Regions from separate parts of the Mus musculus genome. Here all the other regions are linked to region 1. The links are chromatin contacts, called in public promoter capture Hi-C maps. All regions are on one chromosome and are shown on one strand. Each heading gives the region's core, a stretch centred on a gene start, on an enhancer-like site or on the middle of the called end of the contact. The rest is flanking DNA. Distances are from core to core; before and after follow the strand shown.

The links. Promoter capture Hi-C pulls out the DNA fragments that hold promoters and counts their contacts.
Region 2: a contact with region 1 is called in a promoter capture Hi-C map of pre-B cells, with 2.7 times the contacts expected there. The contact joins the promoter of Brd3 here to the promoter of Camsap1 in region 1. A contact is called at or near these places in 1 of 39 promoter capture datasets (pre-B cells) and 1 of 484 Hi-C or Micro-C datasets (B cells).
Region 3: a contact with region 1 is called in a promoter capture Hi-C map of liver, with 2.6 times the contacts expected there. The contact joins the promoter of Cacfd1 here to the promoter of Camsap1 in region 1. A contact is called at or near these places in 2 of 39 promoter capture datasets (liver and pre-B cells).

The regions. Positions count from the first base shown.
Region 1 is chr2:25,981,183-25,984,840 of GRCm38.p6, forward strand. It overlaps Camsap1 (calmodulin regulated spectrin-associated protein 1), which reads right to left and starts at 2,100. Exons shown (of 18, transcript NM_001372499.1): 1 at 1,600-2,100. The coding sequence starts at 1,756.
Region 2 is chr2:27,473,772-27,477,429 of GRCm38.p6, forward strand. It overlaps Brd3 (bromodomain containing 3), which reads right to left and starts at 1,902. Exons shown (of 12, transcript NM_001113573.1): 1 at 1,806-1,902.
Region 3 is chr2:27,008,190-27,011,847 of GRCm38.p6, forward strand. Cacfd1 (calcium channel flower domain containing 1) reads left to right here and starts at 1,737. Exons shown (of 6, transcript NM_029862.4): 1 at 1,737-1,916. The coding sequence starts at 1,799. Adamts13 (a disintegrin-like and metallopeptidase (reprolysin type) with thrombospondin type 1 motif, 13) reads left to right here. Exons shown (of 29, transcript NM_001001322.2): 28 at 344-528; 29 at 1,067-1,436. The coding sequence ends at 1,258.

The DNA of each region.
Region 1 (3,658 bases), core at 850-3,349:
AAACATAAGGTGGGAGATGGGCAAAGTGTGGAGCTAGCAAAGAGAATGGCCAGTGGCCAGACACTCATTCGCTGCTCTAGGTAGGTAGCAGACACCTTTTCTCAATTGCACTTTTTTTGGGGGAGAAAGGGGGGTTCAAGACAGGGTTTCTCTGTGTTGCCTCCCGGGTGTTGGTATTAAAAGCTTGGGCAGCTACCACCCAACTTCTTCAATTGCACTTTTTTAAGTAAGGTAAAGCCCTGCACTGAATAGAAACAGTGACCAAGAATTATAACACTGAAAACTATAAAAGAATTTCTTCCTCACTGCTAGTTTTATACCACAGAAGTAAATTTAAAATAAAGCAGTTTATTTAATCCCAAGACTCACAAAACAGTTTGTTCTTATGACTAGTTGGAGGCCACTGTCACCGAGCACACCTGCTTAGCAAGTTTTCCAAAGTGGTCACCTAACCCTTTCCTGAAAGGGTTATCTCAGTAACCCAAGTCTTCAGGTAATGTTTTTGCCAGCACAAGGGTAATTTATGCTTCATTTATCATAGTTTTATGCCTAAAACAAGACACCTGCCCTGATACTAGAGCCTCCCAACCAACTCATTACCAGCACTATTTGGTCTGCAATGTTCCCAGAGCACCAAATCAGAGAATCCTAATCCTACTAAGCATATTAGGCTTCATAAACAAGGTTACCTTGCTCTTTACAACAGGAATTAACCAAAGGAGATGATGGTTTCTATACAATCTGTATTACACATAATGTATCTTTGGAGTATCCAATAACTTCTGTTCTGTTAAGTACCAAATTTCATAATATATAAACCAGATTGGCTGGAACTCTAGTTTGAGACTAAGTCTCAAACTATCCAGCCTTCTAGTCACCCTGATGCAGTAAGGAACAGCTAAGCAGTGGTTATTTAGGTAAGAGTCTTTCTTGGACTTAGAGGACCAGTCCAATTGCCAGAGAATAACACTGCACATGATAGGCACCCTCCACCCACCGAGACTCAGAGAGCATGGATGACACGCGAACACAGTCCCATGCCTGGACCGACCCTGGGCTACCTCAGCGCTCGCTCACCTGGGCCGCCGCCAGAACAGCAAGACTTGAACTGACACCACGCGAAGGCGCGCCTTGGCCCTGTCACCGGCCTCATTCTCAATCTTGGCTCTGTCTCCATTCCTTGTCCCTAGACCTTACAACCTCCTCCCGTGCGTCTCATCCCCCCAAGACCCGTCAGATCCCCTCTGGTCCCAACCTGCCCCGTCTGTCCAACGTCCGAAACTCTCTGCTCTCATCCCCCAGCATGTCAGTCCCTTTTCTGACCCCTCTGGTCTCATACCTGGTCGTTTCCGTCGGTCTCCCTCTGGTCCCATTCTGCGGCCGTCGCGTTCCCCTCTGGTCCCATCCCCCGTCGTAGTCCGACCCCAGTTCTGGTCCCATACCCCGGCTCCTATACCCGTCCGACACCTCCCGGTCGCATCCGAAACCAGTGCGTTCCCCGTCGGCTCCCCTCTAGTACCATCCTGGAACCGGATTCATTCCCCGTCCGTCTCCCTGTAATCCCATCCCCCGACCCCGGACCCCGCCGCGCCCGCCCACCTAGGCCATAGGCCTTCGCACAGATCCACTGCAGGTTGGCGGCGATCTTGGCCCGCGCCGCGTCGTAGCGGTCCAGCGGCACCAGGTCGGCGCCCTCCGGGGGCGCCTCCATCCTCCTCCAGCCTTCGGCGGCACAGCGACCGCCCGCGTCCACCATCTGCAGACAAAGGCCGCGGCAGCCCGGCCGCAACAAAGACGCCGCCGCCCTCCCGCGCCGCCCGCCCGGGCGCACGGCCCTTACTTCACGGCCGCCGCCGCCACCCAGGCTGCTGCATGCTGCGGGCGCCGAGCCGAGGCCGAGAAGGCGCCGAGCGGGCCGGGCAGGCGGCGGCGGGCAAGCGCCGGCCGAGGAAGGCGCGGGGCAGGCGCGGGGCAAGCGCGGTGCGAGCACGGGCCGGGGGCGGTGGCGGAGGCGCGTGCGCGGCCCAGGAGAAGCGGCAGCTGAGGCGGCGGCCAACGGGTGGGAGCTAACGCGCCGCCGCCGCGTCACGCAGGCGCACTTACCGCCCCCCGCAGCCCCACCTTTCTCCGCAAGCGCAGTAGGCACCGCCCGTAACACCGCCCGCTCGCCCCGCCCTCCTCCTGAAGGCTCCGTACCTGTCCCCTTCTTCAGATGCTCTGGGTACACCCTCAGCCCCGCCCCCAGCCCTGGTCCTGCAGAGTAGGCACGCCCCTCTAACCTAGCCCAGTCCGTGTCCTTAGTAGCTATGGACACACCCTCGGCCCCGCCTCTACTTCGTCCTCAAGGCTGCATACACGCTAGTCCATCCGGCCCCTCCCCGCCCACCCCCCGGCACAGTGGACACGCCCCTGTCCGGATCCCGCGCAGGCGCAGTATTCTCTTCTGAGGGCTAGCCTGTTTCCTAGCAACTTGAGAGACTAATCTCTGGCCTTGATTGAGCCTCAGTCCTGTGTGCAGAGACGTTCGCCTCTACCTCTGGCAAGGCCAGCTCTCTGAGAACTGAGCGCCCTTAGAGTCTGCACCGGTGCTGCATCTGTGGACTGAGATGCCAAGACGTCTCCGCCCGGACTGGCAGAAAGTGGGCGTCGCAGAGTGTGTGCGGCTCGAGAACTGCGCCTGAGATTAGCCCAGAGAAACAATCCCCGCAGCTCTCGGGAGTCCGGAGCAACCGCGAGCTCCGCCTCCTCCTCCTCCTCGGTGGGCACTATCAGATCTCTCAACCAGTTTTGGCATCTAAGGGAAATGGATGCCAGCCTAGGACCATCGTCGCGTGTGACCTGCATTTTAGTGCTTGAAAGGAGCAATAGTATATTTTTGAAAACTGGGTGCGGAAGGAGAAAGATGTCACTGAAGAGCGGACTGTGTGCGCACCAGCCCCTGGGAAGGCTCAGGAACCCTCCGGCCCGGGCGTGGGTGACCTTACTAACCATCATCTGCAAACTTCAAGGTGTTTAACTTCTGTCATTGCCAGAGCCGCCCTATGTATGAAGAAGGCAGTGTGTAGAGTGGATGTTGTACAGGTAGCTGTCCCTCAAGTCCAAGTGCATGTATGATGTAGTCAGAAAGAGCCGCGGATGAGCCTGGGCATGGTATCCCATGATTGTAATCCCTGCAGTGGGGAGACTGGAGGCAGGAGGATCTAGATGAAATTCAAGGCCGGCTTCAGCTACTGGAGATGAGACCCTGTCTCAAAAAACAAAACAAACAAAAAATGGATAGTGGCCTCATGTGGCAAGTATCTTGAACCCAGCACTTGGGAGGCAGAGGCAAGTGCATCTCAGTGACTTCAGAGCCACCCTGTTTCTAATCGAGTTCCAGGTCAGCCAAAACCACATAGTGAGACCCTGTTTAAAATAAAATGAAATAAAAATTGGTTAGGGCTGGGTACCCATGGAGAGACCGAAGAGAATGACATTTGGGCAGAAAGGAGTAAAAAGTGAGCCTAGTGTCTGTCCGAGGAGCAGTAGACTGGGCTGCTATGGTAGGCTGATCTAAACCCCGGTGTGTAAAACCAGCAAGGCTCAGACTTGGGGCCAAAGGTGGTGGGACAGCAGAACTTGGCCGGACTGGGATGGGGCCGGGGGGGGGGGGGTGGAA
Region 2 (3,658 bases), core at 652-3,151, 1.5 Mb after region 1:
TTACTCTTTGTGAAAGTAAACCTGGCATCTCCTAAAAGTAAAATAAATAAAGTAAATAGATATATAGGTAGGGAAATGAACGAACTGGCACACCCCCTGGTCATCCACCCTACAAAAGCTTTTTAATGCCTTTCTCCTGAATTCCCCGGATGTGGGGCTAGGTCTGGATCGCCACAGATTCCTGGTGTCTTGCTAAAGCAGTGGACCCGGAGTTTATAAGCAAGGTCAGGAAGAAATTACCCCCACCTCCTGAACTGTCAAGCTTGTACCTCACCTCTCATGATCTACAGCCAACAGTGCACATCAAGGCCTCCAACAGAACAAACAGCAAACAGGCCTCTATTTGCGAATGAGAGGCCACACTCAGGGCCACTCAAAAAAGGTCACTGGGGCTTGGGGCTTGATCCTTGGAGTCCTTCCTTTCCTGGACCCTGGAAAGCCTGTGAGAAACTCACTTCAAGCAGCACAGCAGAGATCTCAGATCTCTTCAGGGGCACCCCCACCCCCAGTAATGCACACCACTAAGAAAGTGCAAAACAAAAGGGGGGGGGGATGGACGACACAACAACCAGCTTGTCCTCATGGGTTAAGGGGGACAGGACCTGAGCCCTTCAATTCCTTCACTCATTTCTCTTCCTGCACCCAGTCCCATGTTAGCCACTGAAGAACACAAGAATGACCTCAGAGACACAAACTTATACAGTTAAGAAGTTTAAGGTAGAGAAACAACAGCTGTGCACTTATTTCTGGCAGAAAGCTCTTAATCAAAATTGCAAAGGGCAGAGCCTTAAAATTGAGCCCTAAAGTATGAACTCACAAAAGGTATGCCCCGGCTCCCAGTGAGCCCCCTTCCCGCTCCTTACCGCCCCCCCCCCGCCGCCCCAGGGCAAGAAGACTGTTTATGGCTTCCTCGTTAGCCCTGCCCCCGTCGCAGCAACTGGTGGAGAGAACTTCCCCAAGCCGCCAGGATTTTTCACCGGGAATCCTCAAGAACCTTACATACGAGAGGCTTTGGGGTGCGCATTCCTCACCCAACTAGCTTGCGTGTTATACACGAAGTAAGAAAAAGACGTGCACCCCACCCCTTCCACCTCAATCCGAATCGACCTCGCCCGGATTAAGTACTCGTTTAGGCTGATTTCAAAACATGAACTGGGTTTCCTCCTGGCCTGGCTGCAATAATCCAGTAACTCGTAAGCGCGCAAAGTCGTCTCCCGGGCCATAACTCTGCAAATGCAGCCGCCGCCCCCCAAGCCACGCCGCGGCTGCCCCACTTGCAAGGCTCCAGCGGTGTCCAGGCCCAGCCTGGCCTGCCCTGCGACGATCCGCCCTAAGTGGCGCCGGAGCGACCCTGGGCACACCGCGCGCACCTTCCCGCGCCGCGCATCCTCCAGGCAGTCCCCTTCGGAAGATGGCGGGCAGAGGAAAAGGGGAAAGGAAAAAAAAATCCCTTCCGTGAGGGAGGGCTGGCGCAGAGAGCGCGGGCTGTGCCAAGTCCAGGCTGGGCGCTCCGACCAAGGCGACGCCTCCCAGTCCGGCCCGAGGCGACCGGCAAGCCGCGGGCGCACAGCGCAAGGCGGAGGGCAGCGGAGCCCGCGCAGTCGCTGCGACCCCGGGCAGGCGGCCGCCCCGCTTTGTTGCATCGCGGCCGCGCACAAAGGCGGCGGCCCCGGGCTCCGGGCTTCGAGACGCGCGGGAGGCCTGCACCATGCGTTCCGGGCCGTGTTCTCTCAGCCAAGTCCGCCGCCGCCACCGCCACCGCCGCCGCCGCCCAGAGTGTACAAGGAAACGAGAAAAAGGCGTACTTGGCCTAGGCGGCTCCAGCGCCGTCTGCTCCCGGCCCGCGCGGCCGGCTCCTCTTTGGCTCGCCGGCCCCGGCAGCATAATAGACGCGCCGGAGCTGTACAGGGCTCATGCGCTACGCCGCGGCGCCTGGCGGGAGTCGTAGTCCGCGCCCGGGCTCGCGCCAGGGCCGCCCAGGGGAGGCCGAGGCGCACGGACTACATGTCCCGGCCCCGCCGGCGCCACGCCGTGCCCCGCCCCGCGCGCCCCCGGCCGCCCGCCCGGCCGCCCTGGCCGCCAGCGGGCCCGGCCTAGGGGCGCGTGGGGGCGGGGCTGGGAGGTTGCCCGCCAGGACCCGAGGCGACGCTGGAACCTTGGCCCGCCCGCGCGCCTTCACTTTAGCGTTCTCAGCCACACGCAGGGAATAAGAACTGGTGGGCGGATTTCCAGAAGCCTAGGAAAACGTGGGAAAGGCGGGAACGCAGTTAGCACCCTGGGGTCACTACCCGGGTACCCCGAGGCCTCCCTCAAACCCCGAATGCTCACAAGCAGGGAGGCGCGCACCGGCCCCAGCCCATGTTTGTAAACAAACCGCGCGCCTAATTAGCCTGGCGAGGGCGCGCGCAGGGCGGTCCTTGCCAGGGAGGAGTCGCGATCAATCCCGCCCCAAAATCCTGGGGCGGGTTGAAGACCTGGGGACTCCGTAAGAGACCTGGCTGGTGGTGCCGGAAAAAGGCGGATTCTCCAAAGCTAGACACCAGTAAGGGATGCTTCAGGCTGTGCCAGCCAACTTTCCCTCTCTGGAGTCTCAGTGTGTCCCCATGTGCCTATGGAAAGACAGGAATGAGATTAAGTCCCGCCCTTTTTCTGCGTTTTGAAAGGGTTAGGACGGGGTCACACTTCAGATCTTGGTTTTGGTGAAAATTACAATGGTGCCTACGTTAGTCAGTTTTTATCCAGTTGTAATTTAAGGTGGGTGTGTGATAGACCCCAACAAAAACGTTACAAACAAAACAAGTTTTTCCATCAGTGCCCGCTGAACCTGCCTGCCAATGCAGGGTTCCAATTCTGCTGTGAGCTGGACCTATTCCAAGATCCTGGTGTCACTGAGTTTATTTCTGGCTGAGCGGGCACTTTGCTGCATGCAAGAAATGCACAGGTGGTTATGGTATTAAATACCAGACACACACACACACACACACACACACACACACGTACACACACACATACACACACATACACAACGAATATGTTCTGTACCTGAAAATGAAAAAGGCTCAAGAAGGCAAAGTGACATCCTTGGTCTCAGAGGTCCCAAGCTCCAAGCCCAGGGTCCTTGGAAGAGATTTGAGGACAAGCTGGAGCCTCTCCAGGCTCTTCTTGTCTCCTCTTTGGTCTACAGCATGGGTGCTTCTCACACCCTGGGGCGAGGTGGCCACTGCAAGGAAGCCCTGCTGTTTAGTCGCAGACTGAACACAGGGTAGGAGAGCAAGACCTGGGAGGCTCTAAGTTAGAGTCCTTAAACTCTTGAACCCAGGCTCCCCAGCAAAGCCATGACTGGGAGCTTGCAGAACTGCAGTCACCTTGCAGGTTCTATTATCATTCCTGCCATCTGGGTCTCACCTTTCTGGACACACTGAGCACTCTGGCTACTAGGACAAGGGACTTGCCAGTTAACTTTTTAAACAAAACCCAGAAAACTCTGTGTGTGTGTGTGAGTGTGTGTGTAACTATGTATGTGTGTGTGTAACTATGTACATGTGTGTAACTATGTGTTTGTAACAGTGTGTGTAACTGTGTGTGTGACTGTGCATGTGTGCGTAACTGTGTATGTGTGTAACTATGTGTGTGTAACTGTGTATGTGTATATAACTGT
Region 3 (3,658 bases), core at 487-2,986, 1.0 Mb after region 1:
TGAACTCAGGCAATCAGGCTTGTGTGGCAAGAACCAAAAGCTTTTCCGCCCTCGTCGAAGTTAGGGTGTGTGTTTGTGGGGACGGGGCTGAGGGTCAGTGATAGAGGTTCTTTCCTGCCATGGGGATCCTAGGAATCAGACTTAAGTTGTCTGCCTTGTACAAAACACTTCTGCTGAGCCACCACTGCCTGCCCCTTTCAGATCACTGCCTGAAGCTAGTCTATTAGAAGTGGACAGAGTAAAGGCCCACCAGAGGGACGGGAGAGGCAGTCAGGGAACCCCCTGGTGTCAGTAGTCTCCCTGAGGTGGCCCTCACCCAGCCTATCATTGTTCTTGCCTGCAGAATGTGACAGGCAGCTCTTTGGACCTCGGGGTGAAATTGTGAGTCCCTCACTGAGCCCAGACGGGAGGAAGGCAGGGACCTGCAGGGTCTTCATCAGTGTGGCTCCACAGGCCCGCATTGCCATCCGCGCCCTGGCCAGTGATATGGGCACTGCTTCTGAGGGGACCAATGCCAACTATGTCTCGGTGAGGCCACGAGGATGGGGACAAAAAGGGGGTAATCTTTTGATACGATTCTGGAGAGCTGTCTCTAGGAAGGAGGGAGGGAGTGTTGGCATTAGGGAACACTTTTAGCTTATTTTTCATCCAAAACTTCAAAATTATTGGAAAGAATGGGAAGGAGGGTTTCTGCCACTCACTCACTCACCAGGGAATGCTTGTGGCTCTACCCACAAGAAGGAAGAGAGAAGGCCTTCCCTGGGAGTCCATTGCCTGTTGACCCAGCGTGGAAGCATCGTGTTTGTGTCTGGTGTTTTGTTTGTTTTCAGAAGAGCATAGGTAGGGTTGCGATTCAGTATGCTCTACAAGGCACCAGAGCACCTCAGACTTAGTCTTGAGCAGGATCCTAGCTCTTGTACCTGGTTGTGTGTTCTGGGGAGTTTCTTGGGTAGAACCGAGTGTCCCTCATGTGGGCTCCTTTAAGAAACAAAAATGACTCTGAGTAGCCAGGAGTTTATAAATAATGATCACTCATGGCCTGTTCTGGCTACTTGCTTCTCCACAGATCAGGGACATCCACAGTCTGAGGACCACAACATTTTGGGGGCAGCAGGTGCTCTACTGGGAGTCCGAAGGCAGCGAGGCTGAACTGGAGTTTAGCCCTGGCTTCCTGGAGGCACATGCCAGTCTCCAGGGCGAGTATTGGACCATCTCACCTAGGACATCGGAACAGGACGACAGCCTGGCTCTGTCCTAGGTTTCTCTCCAACAGCCGGGGAGTATGCAACTTTAGCCTCTTTAGAAGTTCTAATGCCTGCTAGCCTTAGGGAACCTCTTTTAGTGACCTTTTCCAGGTGCAGAAGGGCTGGGACTGGGAGGTGGAGATCAGAAAAACAGTCCCAGCCCCCAGTGGTTAATAAAGGATACAGGATACCAGACTGGAGTTTTCCTCCCATAACCTGCCGCCCATTACAAGCCTAGCTCGAAAGCTCATTCTACTGCAAGGCGGAGTTCCTTGGAGGTCTGAACAAGGCCTTTGCCACTTCTGGATGACGTCTTCCAATCTTGCAAAGAGGAAAGGCCAGACCGGATCCAGCGCACCTGCTGGGTGGCAAAGGGCGTCTGACAGTCTGTAAACACGCCCCTTATGCTATACTCCATTTCCTCCCGCCCTCCCCCCGCCCCCCGGCTATGGCCTGCGGGCCCGCCCCTATGCTAATCACCACCTCTCCCACAAGGCCGCGCGCGGGTGGACACGTCTCTTTGTGCGCGCCTGGGGCTGCGCGCAGCGTTTAGCATGAGCGGCTCGGGCGCCGCCGGAGCGGCCGCGGGCCCAGCCCCGCCGGCACAGGAAGAGGGCATGACTTGGTGGTACCGCTGGCTGTGCCGCCTGGCGGGAGTGCTAGGAGCGGTGTGTGAGTATCGGGTCCAGGGAGCGGGCGTCCCCGGGGTTGCCATGGCTCCCGGCCTCAGGCCTGCAGTCCACCGCCGGAACTCGATGGCTTACTGCCCAGTTGTTGCGGCCCTGATCAGAGGAAATGAGACTCACAGAGGACGCGCGTCTGCCCCTTCCCGGCCCTGCCTCGGCCTGGTGATGCTTACCTGGGCTGGGGTGGGACTGCCAAGTTCCCAGCCTTTGGACAAAACTTGTTCATAAATGGGGGGCAGCTCTCCACAGGCTGGGAAGTTTGCTTGGGGGTCAGATGGTGCCAGGAGAAGAGTGGCCCCTCAGGGTGGCTGGGCAGTGATCGGAGTTCTCCTCGGGTTCCTACTGTCCACACTCTCCTAATGCTTCTCGTCGGCCTAGTATCCTCCACACCAGCAAGCTTTCTCTGCTCTTGTAAAGAGGAAGGCAGGTCCGCCTCTTCAGTGCAGCTATGTTGCTGGCCTTCCAAACAGTGTGTTTGCTAAATCCTGGGTGTCCCTTTCATTGTGAATTCCTAGAAGTCCAGGTGAGTGCTGGGAAGGCCCGAGGATCCATTGCCTACCTGGTACCAGAGCAGGAACTGTGTGGGTAGGGGAAGACTCATCCGTTTTCCTGTCTGGAGGAATACCTTGGAGCCCCATCTGTCCAGACGATCTTGCTAGTCAGATGGATAGGGTAGAGTTAGGTATGTGCTGCCCTGGTAAGGCAGCTCTGGAAGAAGTCTGCTGAGGTTGATCAAATCCTCTTCAGTGCAGTTAGCTAGTTCAAGGTGGTATTAAGGGGTGAGGGACAAGGAAGGGCCTGACCATGACCTGTAGGCGGCTATCCTCCCTCCGTCATGGTGATTCAGTCAGTGACCAGGTGATTTCTAGATTAGATTGACTTTGGAAATCCCACCCAGTCCCATACTTCCTGTGGGTACCTGTGCTACTCCCGAAGGCCTCCCTAATCCTCCTGCCGAGCCAAGCTATCAGTGAAACCTTACTGGAGACCTGTGGCCGTAGCTTAAATTGTTCCCTGAACCTGATCATTGGGATCAGGGGGGTGGACATCAAGGTTTTGAATACTGGCATATCATAGGAGGGAAGGATATCGTGTATTTGCTTTAAAAACTCAATAGGGGTTTGGCAGGAGCTATGGCTTAGCCGGTCACTTTGACATAGGGCTATCCTCTCTTGGAATGGAGGATATTCTAAGGGGCTTATTATTTATTGGAGGGATTTATTCTGGTCCCAAAGACCTCTGTAGACAGAGGAAGAAAGGATTATAGGGACATCTCCTTTATATGGAAGACATGAGCATTATTAGCACCCCAAGTGAGTGGATGTATTTGAGTCCTTGGTTGTCAAAGGACTCCTGTTCGTCTGAGTTGCGACCTGGTCCTCCCAAAGGTGGCTCTGTAGGACAGCATGGTGGAGTAGCTCTGTAGATGGAATGCTGAGGACAGGAGTGCAGGCCTTTCAGGTGAGACCAGGCCTAGCTCCACACAGGCAGGGGGCCGACAGTCTTTCACTTCTGTGGCCCTGGAAGCTTTGCTGCGTGAATGAGTGCTGCGTTGAGTTCTTTATTAGAGGAGACTTTGTGACATAGAAGCTGTGCCACTCATTTGGTCCATTCTCCTGCATCAGTTCCCATTTGGATAATGTAACACAGGAAAGTGGAAAATGGTGGAATTCCAGGCCCAGTGGAGGGATCCGGTGACCCAGGCCTGCTGCAAGTTTAATAAGTTGG